2 separate regions of the Acanthopagrus latus genome follow, and region 2 is linked to region 1. Evidence: chromatin contacts called from public Hi-C data. All regions are on one chromosome and are shown on one strand. Each heading gives the region's core, a stretch centred on a gene start, on an enhancer-like site or on the middle of the called end of the contact. The rest is flanking DNA. Distances are from core to core; before and after follow the strand shown. Region 1 holds the start of si:dkeyp-67f1.2 (protein FAM3C). Region 2 holds the start of ca16b (receptor-type tyrosine-protein phosphatase gamma).

What was found. Hi-C and Micro-C count contacts between places; a contact is called where the count stands out from the background.
Region 2: a Hi-C map of muscle shows a contact between it and region 1, with 1.7 times the contacts expected there. The contact joins the promoter of ca16b here to the promoter of si:dkeyp-67f1.2 in region 1. A contact is called at or near these places in 2 of 4 Hi-C or Micro-C datasets (both in muscle).

Annotation. Positions count from the first base shown.
Region 1 is chr6:15,188,344-15,191,175 of fAcaLat1.1, reverse strand. It overlaps si:dkeyp-67f1.2 (protein FAM3C), which reads left to right and starts at 1,570. Exons shown (of 11, transcript XM_037100786.1): 1 at 1,570-1,718.
Region 2 is chr6:15,324,986-15,327,892 of fAcaLat1.1, reverse strand. It overlaps ca16b (receptor-type tyrosine-protein phosphatase gamma), which reads right to left and starts at 1,548. Exons shown (of 29, transcript XM_037100566.1): 1 at 678-1,548. The coding sequence starts at 762. It overlaps LOC119020861 (a long non-coding RNA gene), which reads left to right. Exons shown (of 3, transcript XR_005075428.1): 1 at 1-643.

The DNA.
Region 1 (2,832 bases), core at 321-2,820:
TAATGTGATGTGCAAATGAACGACAAACCAGCACCAAATAGCGCAGAAGCTGATGTGGAGACCTTTGGGAGCCTTCCAGCTATTTAAGACATTTTTTCCTCTGGTTATCCCAGTAATTTGTCAGTGTCTGTGTATGCGCGGTTCGTTTGTCAAGATATGGCTGTGCAGACCAGCCACTCAATTCTTTCTTGATGATCAAATTATAATAATGTCTTTATAATGATCTGACCACCATAAATAATAACAGTCATAATATCAGGTCATTATGGCCACTCCAGGCAGGTGAAAACTCAAACTCAGCTGTTCAAACATTGACAGGGCAGACGTCTGCTGACACAAGGGCCTGACCTCTGTTTCAAAGGAGGCATAGTATGCTAATTCTTCTGGTTCATGATTTTATTTTGGGTTACTAATACTTGCTTGCATGCTTTAATGCTCTCATACAGCAGAACTGTATTCTCCCTCTGTTTGAAACGCTCTGTTTTAGCTCCTTTGTCTTTAAGGCTTCACTCCTGAAAACCCAGGAGTCTGCTCTGATTGGTCAGCTCACACATGCTGGAGCCAGCGACGCTAAACGCGTCTCCGGGTGGCTCTGCCGCGTTTTCATCTTGCAATTTGCTCCACTTCTATCGTGGATATGGACATCAATAATGCTAACGTGTGACATGATGATGTAGTGTGATGTCACAATGACTACTGAAGGTGTTTCAGGGGCAGTGTTTTCTGTAGGAGAGAGGAGCTTTTGTTGGCATCAACTTTGGACTTTTTAACCTTCAAGACCTGTAGCATGATATGTCTCCTTTAAATGTTGGTAAGGGCTTCATGTGCATACAGCGTTGTCTACATGGTCTTTAATGCCTTACATCTTGACAAAAACACCACAGACTATGTTGGCCCACTTATGTCCTCTTCACTGTGATTCTTACACTCTGTCTCGACCTGGTCTGTGAAATGATTTCTCCTCTGACTCTGTTTCAGTTCTAGTTTCTTTTTTCTATTTAATGATAATTGATATAATACCATCGATGCAGCGTGGAGTTCGAGTTATAAATTTTACTTTGTGGGATGGTCTCTAAGATAACTAACTTGCTGGATGCAGCGATACATGGATTAACATTAATTGAGAGATAAAGCAGGACAGAGACTTGTGGAAGCCCATTTCTGCCAGTTGGTGAAAAAAAAAAAAAAGAAAACTGAGCTTGATCAGGTCAATATTGAGATAATATGTCATAATTATCAAATAAAAGGTCAATGTTATGAAATAAAATCATAATCATCATGAGATAAAAAGTCATAATAATGAGATAAAAGGTCAGTACTATGAAATTAAAGTTTGTATTGATAAGATCATAATTATGAGATAGAAAATCATTATTATTATATAAAGTCATAATTATGAGAGGAAAAGATAATTACCATTTATTCATTAACATCATTTATCTTATTATGTCTTTTTTTCTAATAATGTCAGCTTTTTATCTCATAATTATGCCTTTCCATGGGAAAATATGTATACTTTTTTTTTTTAATTGAGGCCATCCTCCTCCCATGAAGTGTGCAGTGTGCTGATGCCTGATGCAACGTGGAAACTTCATGCCTATCATCATCTTTACATCATGCTTTTACTTTGAAATCCTGGCCAGGCGTGACGCTATCTAAGCACACCTGTTTCCCAGATGCTTAAACTGTGAGGGCGCCACACAGATAATTGCAAGCAGGCAAGATATTTTCCCTCCTCTCGTGAATAAATCAGCTGTGTGTAATTTTTCTGATTTTCGGAGAAAAGAGGAGTCCACAGACAGTCCGCTAACTCTTCACTCTCACAACAGCAACATTAGCTTTGACAATGTTAAGCTGAAAAAACTTCATGCAGACTGTAATTCAACCATGTTGTTCTGGTGGGAGATGCAGTGACTTAAACCAGTACAAATTATATGTGTAGCTAGCTAACCTTTTATGTCATGCCCTGAGCCCTGAGTAGAGGAAAACTTTGCTAGCCGCTAAGCTAATTTTTGATAATTTAGCTAATGGTGACTAGTAAAACATTTCTCTCCTCCACGTCTCATGTGTGTCTGTGGAGTCAGTTTAAACTTAGCTAGTTACAATTAAGAACACTTATCTCTGTGTTATTTTCCTTTATGACCAAAAGCACAACAGGAAGTGGTGGTGGCCTCTTCTGTTATTGATTTGATTAACTGGGCAGATGATGTATTTTTGTAGGCCAACCCGGAAGTTGGCATTGACCCGATACACTGGTACCTCTCTAAACAGCTAATTGGATTGTTGAATTGGATTTTGGAAAATTATCTAATATTCTCTGTGACAGACGTAAATGTATGATACTTGCATGTTTTGTTCAGCGAGATGATCTTCACAGATGAACATCATTGATGTGATTCAAAGCGTAAATGAAATTGTTTGAAGTGTAAAGGTAATGTCAGGCTATAAACAGACTTCATTGCTGTCGTCTAGTAGTAAGATATTATAAAAAAAAAAGTGTCTTACTCTACAATTACAATACACATTTTTCTGAAAATTGATCAACCTACAAGTTGTAAAGTTAGAGTTGGAATATTTTATAAGAAGAATATAGAATATTTGTATCATCATTGAACTGAATCAAATCAAAATTGTAACACTGCACATTTATCCTCATATCGACAAATATCGCAGTGTTGTTCAAAGAATCAGCATTGGACAATATGATAATTTCTTGTCACAATTATCCTGGCCCAAATTATGCAATTCACTATATTATCCCAGTTATCATTAACATATCTTTAGAACTCATGAAAGTTAAGGAAGTCCTTTCTGGGAAAAAAAGTAGTGGAT
Region 2 (2,907 bases), core at 299-2,798, 140 kb before region 1:
TCTCGTCTCTACATACACGCATGACAGCAAGCAAACACAGACTATACCTCCACACGAACCTGGACTACACACCTATAAACTGGAATAAAAAATAAGAAAGAAAAAAAAAACTTCTGAGCACAAGAACAGAAAACTACGTGTCTAACGAACAACCCTGGTGATTCAGGAGGCAAAGTGAATACTAAGTCGACCAACGGTTCAGAACGTACACGAATGTGTGGTGCCTTCATTTCCTGAGATTGATGGATTTTGAGACAATAAATGAGTGTGTGTGTGAGAGAGAGTGTGTTACACGTCGTCGGGGTCAAACAAGAGTTACAGGGCTGAATAAATGTCCAGCTTGACGTTAAAAAGCAGGGAGGTGGGGAGAGAGGGAGGGGGGCAGTTTGCGCCATAGTCCCGCTGCCTAATCAATAACACGCACACACAAATCAGGGAGGCTAAACGTCTGAGCGGTAACGCAACCCGGCTCGGCCCTGTTACCGTTAGAAGAACCCGGGCTGAACGTCGCTTCTGTTTAATTAAAATAAACAAAACCTCCTGTTTCGACAGCAGAAAGTCTCTATTCCCCCCCGGTTATAAAATACTAATTCAACACTGTGGACACTCTGGAGGAGTTCAGGGGGGCTAACACACACCAACGGTAAGCTAACCCCGTGTTGCGTTGAAGTACTCACCGGGGTGACAGTCTTTGTGTTTGGGCAAGGTTAAAAACATTAAGGATAAAATCCACCAGCAACTCGGTCCCCGTATTCTCCGCATGTTAGACCACTCATCGAGAGTTACACGAGAAAACAAAGGCAACGGGTGACAAAGTTTTTCAGTCTTGTGTTGTTGTTTTTTTCTTCTCCTTCCTTCTTCTTCTTTCTTGTTTTTCCTCCTCTTTAGAAAATCGCACACAACACGACCGAAGAAGCTGTTAGAGAGCAAAGTTGGCACGGCGGCCACGAAGGCAGGGGAGCATCAAAGTACGGCTGGTGGTGGTGGTCGGTGCAGGCGACACAGTCACTGCCGTTTAAAAAGACTCATTTCCTCGCCTCCGGTACGAGCAGAGCTGATGGTGGTGGTGGTGGTGTTGGTGGGGTGCTTTCTGCTCTTTCAGCTCCGAGGAATAAAACGCTGCGCACGCCACAGCTGTGAGAAAACAGTTGGAAATCTGTGTGACTCCGCCGTGCCTGTAGCGGGGCTTCCAGACAGCGACATTCCCGAAGTGTGGAAGAAGAAGAAGACGGAGGAGGAGGAGGAGGAAGGGGGGGGGGTCAATCGGCGATCGATCGCTGTCTTCAACTTACAAGGAAAAGTGGTCGAATATCATTGATTACACGTGGTGGTTATTAAGTGATTATCCGCGGCGTCGGCGTGACGGAGGGGCAGCGCGCAACGTAGCGGGAGAGAGAGAGAAAGTGGCGCTGGGAAGAAAGGGGAAAAAATGTCCCATTCTTCCATCCAGGAAGTAGAAAAACTAGCGGTCAGGCGTGCATGGAGATCTGGCTTGCTGGTCCCATCCTACCGGACAGGCTGCGTGCGTGTGAGAGGGAGCCAGCGCGGGGCGGGAGCAAGCGGATGGGGGGGAGGAGGGAGGAGGAGGAGGGGGGGAGGGGAGGGGAGGAGAGGGGAGGCGGTTCTTGGGATTTGCTGAATGCAAAATGACTCGGAACGGACCCACAGGCTTCGCTGTCTGTCCACCCGTGCTACCAGTGAGGAAGACTCCAGAAAAAAAAAAAAAATCAGTGGCTCATGTCACATCGTCGCGTCACGACGTCCGGACTTGGATTCTGCTGCCTCGTGTTTTGTTTTTTGTTTTTTGTTTTTTTTGTTTTTTTTTTTTCAAATGTTGCATCAAACGTGTTGCATCAAATGATGAAAAACGCCGTTAGAATCGCATCTGAGCTGAGTCCACAGTGGGATTGAAGCCTTGTTCAGAAAGATGAGAAAAACAGTCTCCCTTGCTGAAATCCACTGATTCCACAGCCCCATCCTGTCATCTCACTTGTTTTGTTGCTTCCTCCCAGGCCCCATTATTAAAATGACCCTCCCGTGGCCACACAGTGAAGTCCCTTTGCCTCCTGCTGGCAGAACTGTGAATGGAATACTTTAGCAGTAATCATCACCAGGAATATCATCATGTTATGAGTGTGTACTGATCGGAGAATTATGCATCCACCGGTGACACTCCCCTAGGTAAATGTGTAGTCAGTGGTGTTTCTCGCCGAACTATCCAGCTGGACATTTAATTTGAGGAATCTGATTAAATTTCTCATTTAATTACCCAGTTCTCTGCAGGGCCATTGAAGATAGTCACAAGGGCCCTTTGCTTTTAATGTGGGCCATCTGCTTCCTCTCCAAAATGCCTACCTTTTCAAAGCCCCCACAGCCTCGTGGGCATCCTCGCACGGTCCTCCAGGCTGCACTACCTCCGTACGCACTGCAAAACACCGCCGTGGCTGACAATGCTCCAGACCTGACTGTATTCTGACTGATCAAGTGCAATTAACCCGAACAGAAGTTACTGAACTCTTTCCAGCTTTGTTTTCTGTCTTGGCCCCCTTTTACATGAATTATGCACACTAACCCAAATATATGTCCTGCAATAGACATGGCCCAATCACCCTTATGTGCACCAAACCAATCAAACATCACAGTATGTAAGTCATGTTAGTGATGAAGAATCCAGTTGATGTTGACAGAATGATCTTGACTTAAGCTTTACTTACTATTTATTCAGTTAGTGCGTGGACTATCATATGAACCAGACACATGTCATTCAACATTAAATCCATTTAGATGATCAATTCATAAAGTCCCCCCTCAGTCAAAAACATCTTTTTCTTCTTGTTCATACAGTCGAATATCTGATCGTCACTGTACAGATTGATGTATGTGCAATGATTGACACCAGAAGGCTGT